2 separate regions of the Gossypium hirsutum genome follow, and region 1 is linked to region 2. Evidence: chromatin contacts called from public Hi-C data. All regions are on one chromosome and are shown on one strand. The core of a region is the stretch at or near the end of the contact, and the rest is flanking DNA. Distances in the headings are between cores, read along the strand shown. Region 1 holds the start of LOC107961709 (protein RRC1). Region 2 holds the start of LOC107939551 (tubulin alpha-3 chain).

The links. A called contact is a pair of places that touch in the nucleus more often than the background predicts.
Region 1: a Hi-C map of leaf shows a contact between it and region 2, with 1.8 times the contacts expected there. The contact joins the promoter of LOC107961709 here to the promoter of LOC107939551 in region 2. A contact is called at or near these places in 2 of 34 Hi-C or Micro-C datasets (callus and leaf).

Annotation. Positions count from the first base shown.
Region 1 is chrA06:50,671,105-50,674,051 of Gossypium_hirsutum_v2.1, reverse strand. LOC107961709 (protein RRC1) reads left to right here and starts at 1,351. Exons shown (of 17, transcript XM_041115597.1): 1 at 1,351-1,534; 2 at 1,698-1,772; 3 at 1,899-2,034; 4 at 2,220-2,265. The coding sequence starts at 1,698.
Region 2 is chrA06:50,167,810-50,170,728 of Gossypium_hirsutum_v2.1, reverse strand. LOC107939551 (tubulin alpha-3 chain) reads left to right here and starts at 1,438. Exons shown (of 5, transcript NM_001327431.1): 1 at 1,438-1,550; 2 at 1,724-1,938; 3 at 2,025-2,224; 4 at 2,688-2,919. The coding sequence starts at 1,438.

The sequences.
Region 1 (2,947 bases), core at 102-2,601, 500 kb before region 2:
AAGAACTCCCCTATCCACCGGTAAACCCAATTGTACGTCCTCTAGTGTGATCGTACACTCACTGCACGAAAGATGAAATATGTGTCTTGGGTCTTTATCTTTCCACCAACGCGTTGATAAGTATGGGGTCCAATTTATAACCTCCGAGTACACGAGACACATGTAAGAATCATGCGCCTTGCAAATGAAGACGAATTGCATTGAGTGCGCTCTTAGATAAATTGTGTATGAACCTCTCCAAAACCCAATCATTCACCTATATATATCAACAAAATAATTTAAAAAATTTTAAAAATTAAAACTTTAAAATTAATTTAATAAAAAAAAATCCTTACCATTGCTAATCGCACAGCGAAACTATGTTAATCGTCGAAACGAATAAGAGAACTTGCCATTCGTGAAAAATTAATTATGAAATAGTAAACTAAAATTAGATTATTTTTATAAATATTTATTGGAAAATTTGAAACTAATATTGAGAGAATAGAGAGAATGAAGAGAATTAGATTTGAGTGAAAAGAGTGGAAAATGACTTAGGCTCATATAAGAAAAAAGTTACCAATTAGATTTGAGTGAAAAGAGTGGAAAATGACTTAGGCTTATATAAGAAAAAAAGTTACCATTGGGCAAATTATAATTTTATCGTTGGCCGAATTTGTAATTTGACTGTTGGGAGTTTACCATTGGAGGAAAGCGCGTCCAGTTGGGCGCGCTTTCTTGCCAACTCAGAGGAAAACGCATCTAACTAGGCTCACTTTCCTGCAACTTTGCAGAAAATGCTTCCAGCTAGACAAGTTTTCATATACTCTCTCCAAAATTGACTTATTTCCTTAATTTAATAAAAAAAGCCTATTTTGCCAATTATTTTTTGACATATATGCCTCATTTAGCCTAATTATATAATTTTAAATTCTAAAAAAATATTAATTATTTTTATAATTAATAATACTTGAGACGAAAATCTGTAAACAAGTAACAAAACCTAAAATCAAATTATTGTATATAATAAGTTGGTCCAAAAAGTATTAGACAATACGGATATTAATAAAATTAATAAGAAACACAAGCATCATATGTAATTTTACCTATTTAATTTAACATTTTATATACTCTCCTAGAACTAAATTATTATTCTTTTATACTATTATATAAAAATATAAAAATAAAACTTAAAACTTAAATAATGTGCAAAGATACTTAAAGAATGATAAAATATTGAATTTGAGTATAATTAACCGTGATAAATTGTTAATATCTTGTTGAAAAATATAACGCTCACAATTCAGCGGTGCAGGGTAATTGTCATTAGTTGCTCTTGTGGAGAGTAAATTACTTGGTCACCTTTTTATTAATTCAGGGGGCTAAATAATAGAAGAGACAATTTCTTTCTTTCTTTTCTTTAATGAAGTAAATAAATCACTATACTAAAGGGTTCTATATTCTATCTGTTTCCCCCTATTTTGGCTACGTTTCTTTTTGGCCCGAACCTAACAATCCATCCCTTCTATCGCAGAAAACCTTGGATCTGGCTCAGGTATGGTTTCACGCCCTCTTCTCTATACTCCACGCTGGGAGGTGGTGTAATTTGTTAGGGTTTACTCTATGTTAAGGATTCGATCAATTTGGGGGGGGTTTAAGATAATTATTTTTGAGGTTGAATGATTAGGGTTTTGAATGCCTGATTAAATAATTTGAAGATGAGTCCATTTTCAATCACGCGTAAGAAAACGCCTTTCCAGAAGCACAGAGAAGAGGAAGAAGCCAAGAAGAAGGTACAATTGCCTCTCTTAGTTACAGAGCTCAAAAAAATTAATTAATTTTGGTTCTTGCTAGAATTTGCAGCTTCTGGAGCCAAATAATTGACTTCAATTTCTGGCTTTTCTTTTTGGTTTTATTAGAGGGCAGAGGACGAAACTGCTCGATTATACGAGGAGTTTGTGGCATCGTTTCAAGGAGATAATACCCCTGGATCGAAGGCATTTGTTCGAGGTGGAACAATCAATCCCAACGAGAGGTTGAAATCCGATTCTGAAGGTTAGTTTGATCCCGAGACTCAACTTTTGTGTTTCAAGCAGCAATTTTTTTAATAATTTTGTCTTAGTTTTTTAAGTGTCGATGTTTTTGTTTTGCACTATGGATTAGTAGAATAATTTTTCTATTGTATCACGAGGACACATTAATAAAAATATGGGCCTTTTTTATTCATTCGCGGATGGCAGGTGAAAAGTCCAAAGATGGGATGTCTGTTCCAAAGAAGGGAAGTAGGTAATAATAATTGCTTTTGATTAACCGCGCTGCATTGTTAATGCTCTTTGGTGAGGCATCATGGATGGAAAAGCTGTGTGGTGACAATAGTGCTGTTTTCATTCTAGCCTTGTATTTTTAAGGGCTTCTTCTATAATATCGTGAAAAAGAATTTCATATAGCGGTGTTCCAACTTGCGTACCATTTACTTTAAAAGGATTCAATTAGTGGGGGGAGGGGGCTTTTCTAGTTTCGAAAAGAAATACTTGTTGTTTATAGTTTTCTGAATTTCAATTCTTAATTGCCACTCCATTGTGGAAGTTTTACCTTTTATGGCTTATTTATAAGTCCTAATCTGCTTTATGAAAGAAAACTACTCGGAAGTTAATGATACTTTGCTGTTGATAACATCTACCATGGTGTAAAAGAAATATGAAAAGTTCCACTACCAGTCAACTGACTTCAATGGAGTAATTAGAGATAGAAAAAGAAATCATTACTTTTTATTTGTAAAGATCAATTCAAATGAATGGTTATAATGCAATTTTGGCCGTTAAATCTTTTTCGTTTGACGTCACACCATGTTATACCTTCGCATCTAGTTGGTCCATCCTGCTATTGTGTTTGAACATTTTTGGCTTGGATAGTTGTGAAATATAAAACTTCAGATAAAATTTACAGTCAAATTTATCATTGTGTTGGA
Region 2 (2,919 bases), core at 189-2,688:
TTTGTATAAACAGTCCGTATGAAGACGATAACTGTTACTTACTTCTTTATTACTTGTGTATACTTGCACATCAATTGAATTATTTCGAGACAACATGTCATCTACGAGACAATTCACGTGTATACTACGTCGGTAAAATTAATAACGATAACTTTTCCATTAGTTCTGGAATGATTTGGTAAAAAAAATACAAATTAAAAGAATAAAAAAATAAAAGATTAAATATAAAACTAAAATAACCTATTTTATAAAGTGGAGGGCAAAATAAATTATTACTCCCTATAAAAAATAAGTTATTACTTCCCATACCATAAAAAATGATACATTAGTGTTAAACCAATTTAATTTAGTGCATTCCCACTTCAATTATAAAAGAAATGTCATGTGAACTAGAGGTGTGCATGGGTAAGGCCACCCGGCCTGGCTCAAAAGTCCGCTCGAAATTTGAGAGAGTTTGGGCAAAAATATAGGTCCGAAAAATGAGTTTGGGCAAAAATATTAGGCCTGTTTAAAAAATAGGTCAGGCCTCGGGTAAGGCATTTTTGGCCCGAGCCTGGCCCGACCCGACCCAAATTCACTACATGACAAAAAATCTATTTTTTTAATATTATTTCCTTATTGTTTTCTCCCTATTTGCTACTATTTTACTATTATGTTGCTACTATTTTGTTGTTATTGTTTGGATATTGTATAAAATTTATTTTATTGTTAATTTTTTTATTATTTTAAACACATTTGTTAATTTTGTTATTATTTTAGAAGCATTTCCTTGTTAAGTTGCATCTATTTTAGTGTTATTTAAGTATACATATTTTTTAAAATTTATTTTCAATATGTTGAGAAATATTTATCTTGATGTTTTTAGTATTTTTAATAGTTTATATATATTTTAAAATTATATAAAAAATAATATAAAAATTAACATGGGTGGGCCGAGTCTAACTCGGGTTTTAACATTTTTATTCGGGTCGGGCTTGAACAAAATTTTAGGCCTATTTTTTAGGCCAGGCCGGGCCCGGGCCTAGCAAACGGGACTAAATTTTTAGCTGAGCCTAACCCAAACCCAAACCCTGCCTGGCCCAGCTCATGCACACCTCTAATTTGAACTATTTATGGAAAAATTATATCATATAATTAATGAAATTAGTGAAATGTGATTGGTGTATACAATATTTTTTAGAGAATAAATTTCGAAACTTTGCATTAGCTGCCGACCTTAAATAGGGGAAATGAAAGCAGATATTTAGTATATTTGTATCTTCTCAGCCTTCAGTCTAGTTCAGTTCACTCATTATCCTTTGCATTCATAGTTCCATTCCATTTTCCCTAACAAATTTATTTAGATCTGATCAGATTTAACTCAGATCCTTTTGTATCGAGTCTTCTAAGTTCCAGATCTTTACTTATTTTGACCTTAGGCAGAAAGAAAAAGAAGAGATGAGAGAGATTATTAGCGTCCACATTGGTCAAGCTGGGATTCAAGTCGGGAATTCATGCTGGGAGCTTTACTGTCTTGAACATGAAATTCATCCTGATGGAACCATGCCCAGGTTTTATTTTATTTTGTTTTTGGGATCAAAATTCCAAACTTATTTCCCTTTTAACAAAAAGTTTGGATCTAGTCATGAGATAACGGTTTCTCTGTTTTTTTTCCTCCTTTTGTTCTTTTCTTGTAATGGCATTGCTAATGTGTTTTGCTGAAGAAGCTTAATGGTGAATGCAGTGACACCTCAGTCGGTGTAGCACACGATGCTTTCAACACTTTCTTCAGCGAAACGGGTTCAGGAAAGCATGTACCGAGAGCTGTCTTTGTTGATCTGGAGCCCACTGTTATCGATGAAGTGCGGACTGGCCCTTATCGTCAACTTTTCCACCCTGAGCAGCTTATTTCTGGCAAGGAAGATGCTGCTAATAACTTTGCCAGAGGCCACTATACAAGTAACAAACATCCTTTCTCTGCACTTCGCTTCCATTTTGGTGTTGTTTGTTTGTTTCCTTACTCTGATTCCGCTTTTGTTTTGCAGTTGGAAAGGAAATTGTTGATCTCTGCCTTGATCGAGTTAGGAAGTTAGCTGATAACTGCACTGGTCTGCAAGGTTTTATGGTGTTTAACGCTGTCGGCGGTGGAACTGGTTCTGGTTTGGGATCTTTGTTGTTGGAGCGCTTGTCGGTAGATTATGGAAAGAAGTCAAAGCTTGGGTTCACCATCTATCCTTCGCCTCAGGTACTTAGCTGTTTTGGTTGCTGCTAACTCATGGAAATCACCATTTTCGGTTTGCCATTTAGCCTTTGAAACTTTTATGTGGGGGTAATTTACATTATGGTCCATGTAGATCACAAGCCTTTAATTTTATCAAATTTAACCATTAAACTTCTATTATTAATAAATTAGGTCACTTATGCTAAGTCCATAAAGTAATTCTAATGGAAAAGTTGGTTAATCGTGCATACCTTACCGAGCATGAAATTCCAAAGTTGGTTATGCGTGGAAAGCAAGTCATATGTGCATGCTAAGACAGCTTTTGCAGTAAAATTATTTAATGGAATTAGAATAAGTGACCTAATATGTTAGTTATAGAAGTTCAATGATACACTTTGATGAAATCAAAGGTTTGGGACTTGAATGAAAGTTGATAAACTCAATTGTGTTGGACTGTTCTTTGGGTTTTTTCTTGTTAAATTTGCAGGTCTCAACTGCAGTTGTGGAGCCTTACAATAGCGTTCTGTCCACTCATTCGCTTCTTGAACACACAGATGTGGCTGTGCTCTTGGACAATGAAGCAATTTATGACATATGCCGGAGATCCCTCGATATCGAGAGACCAACTTACACCAATTTGAACCGGTTGATTTCTCAAATCATATCGTCCTTGACAACTTCTTTAAGGTTTGATGGAGCCATTAATGTGGACATTACAG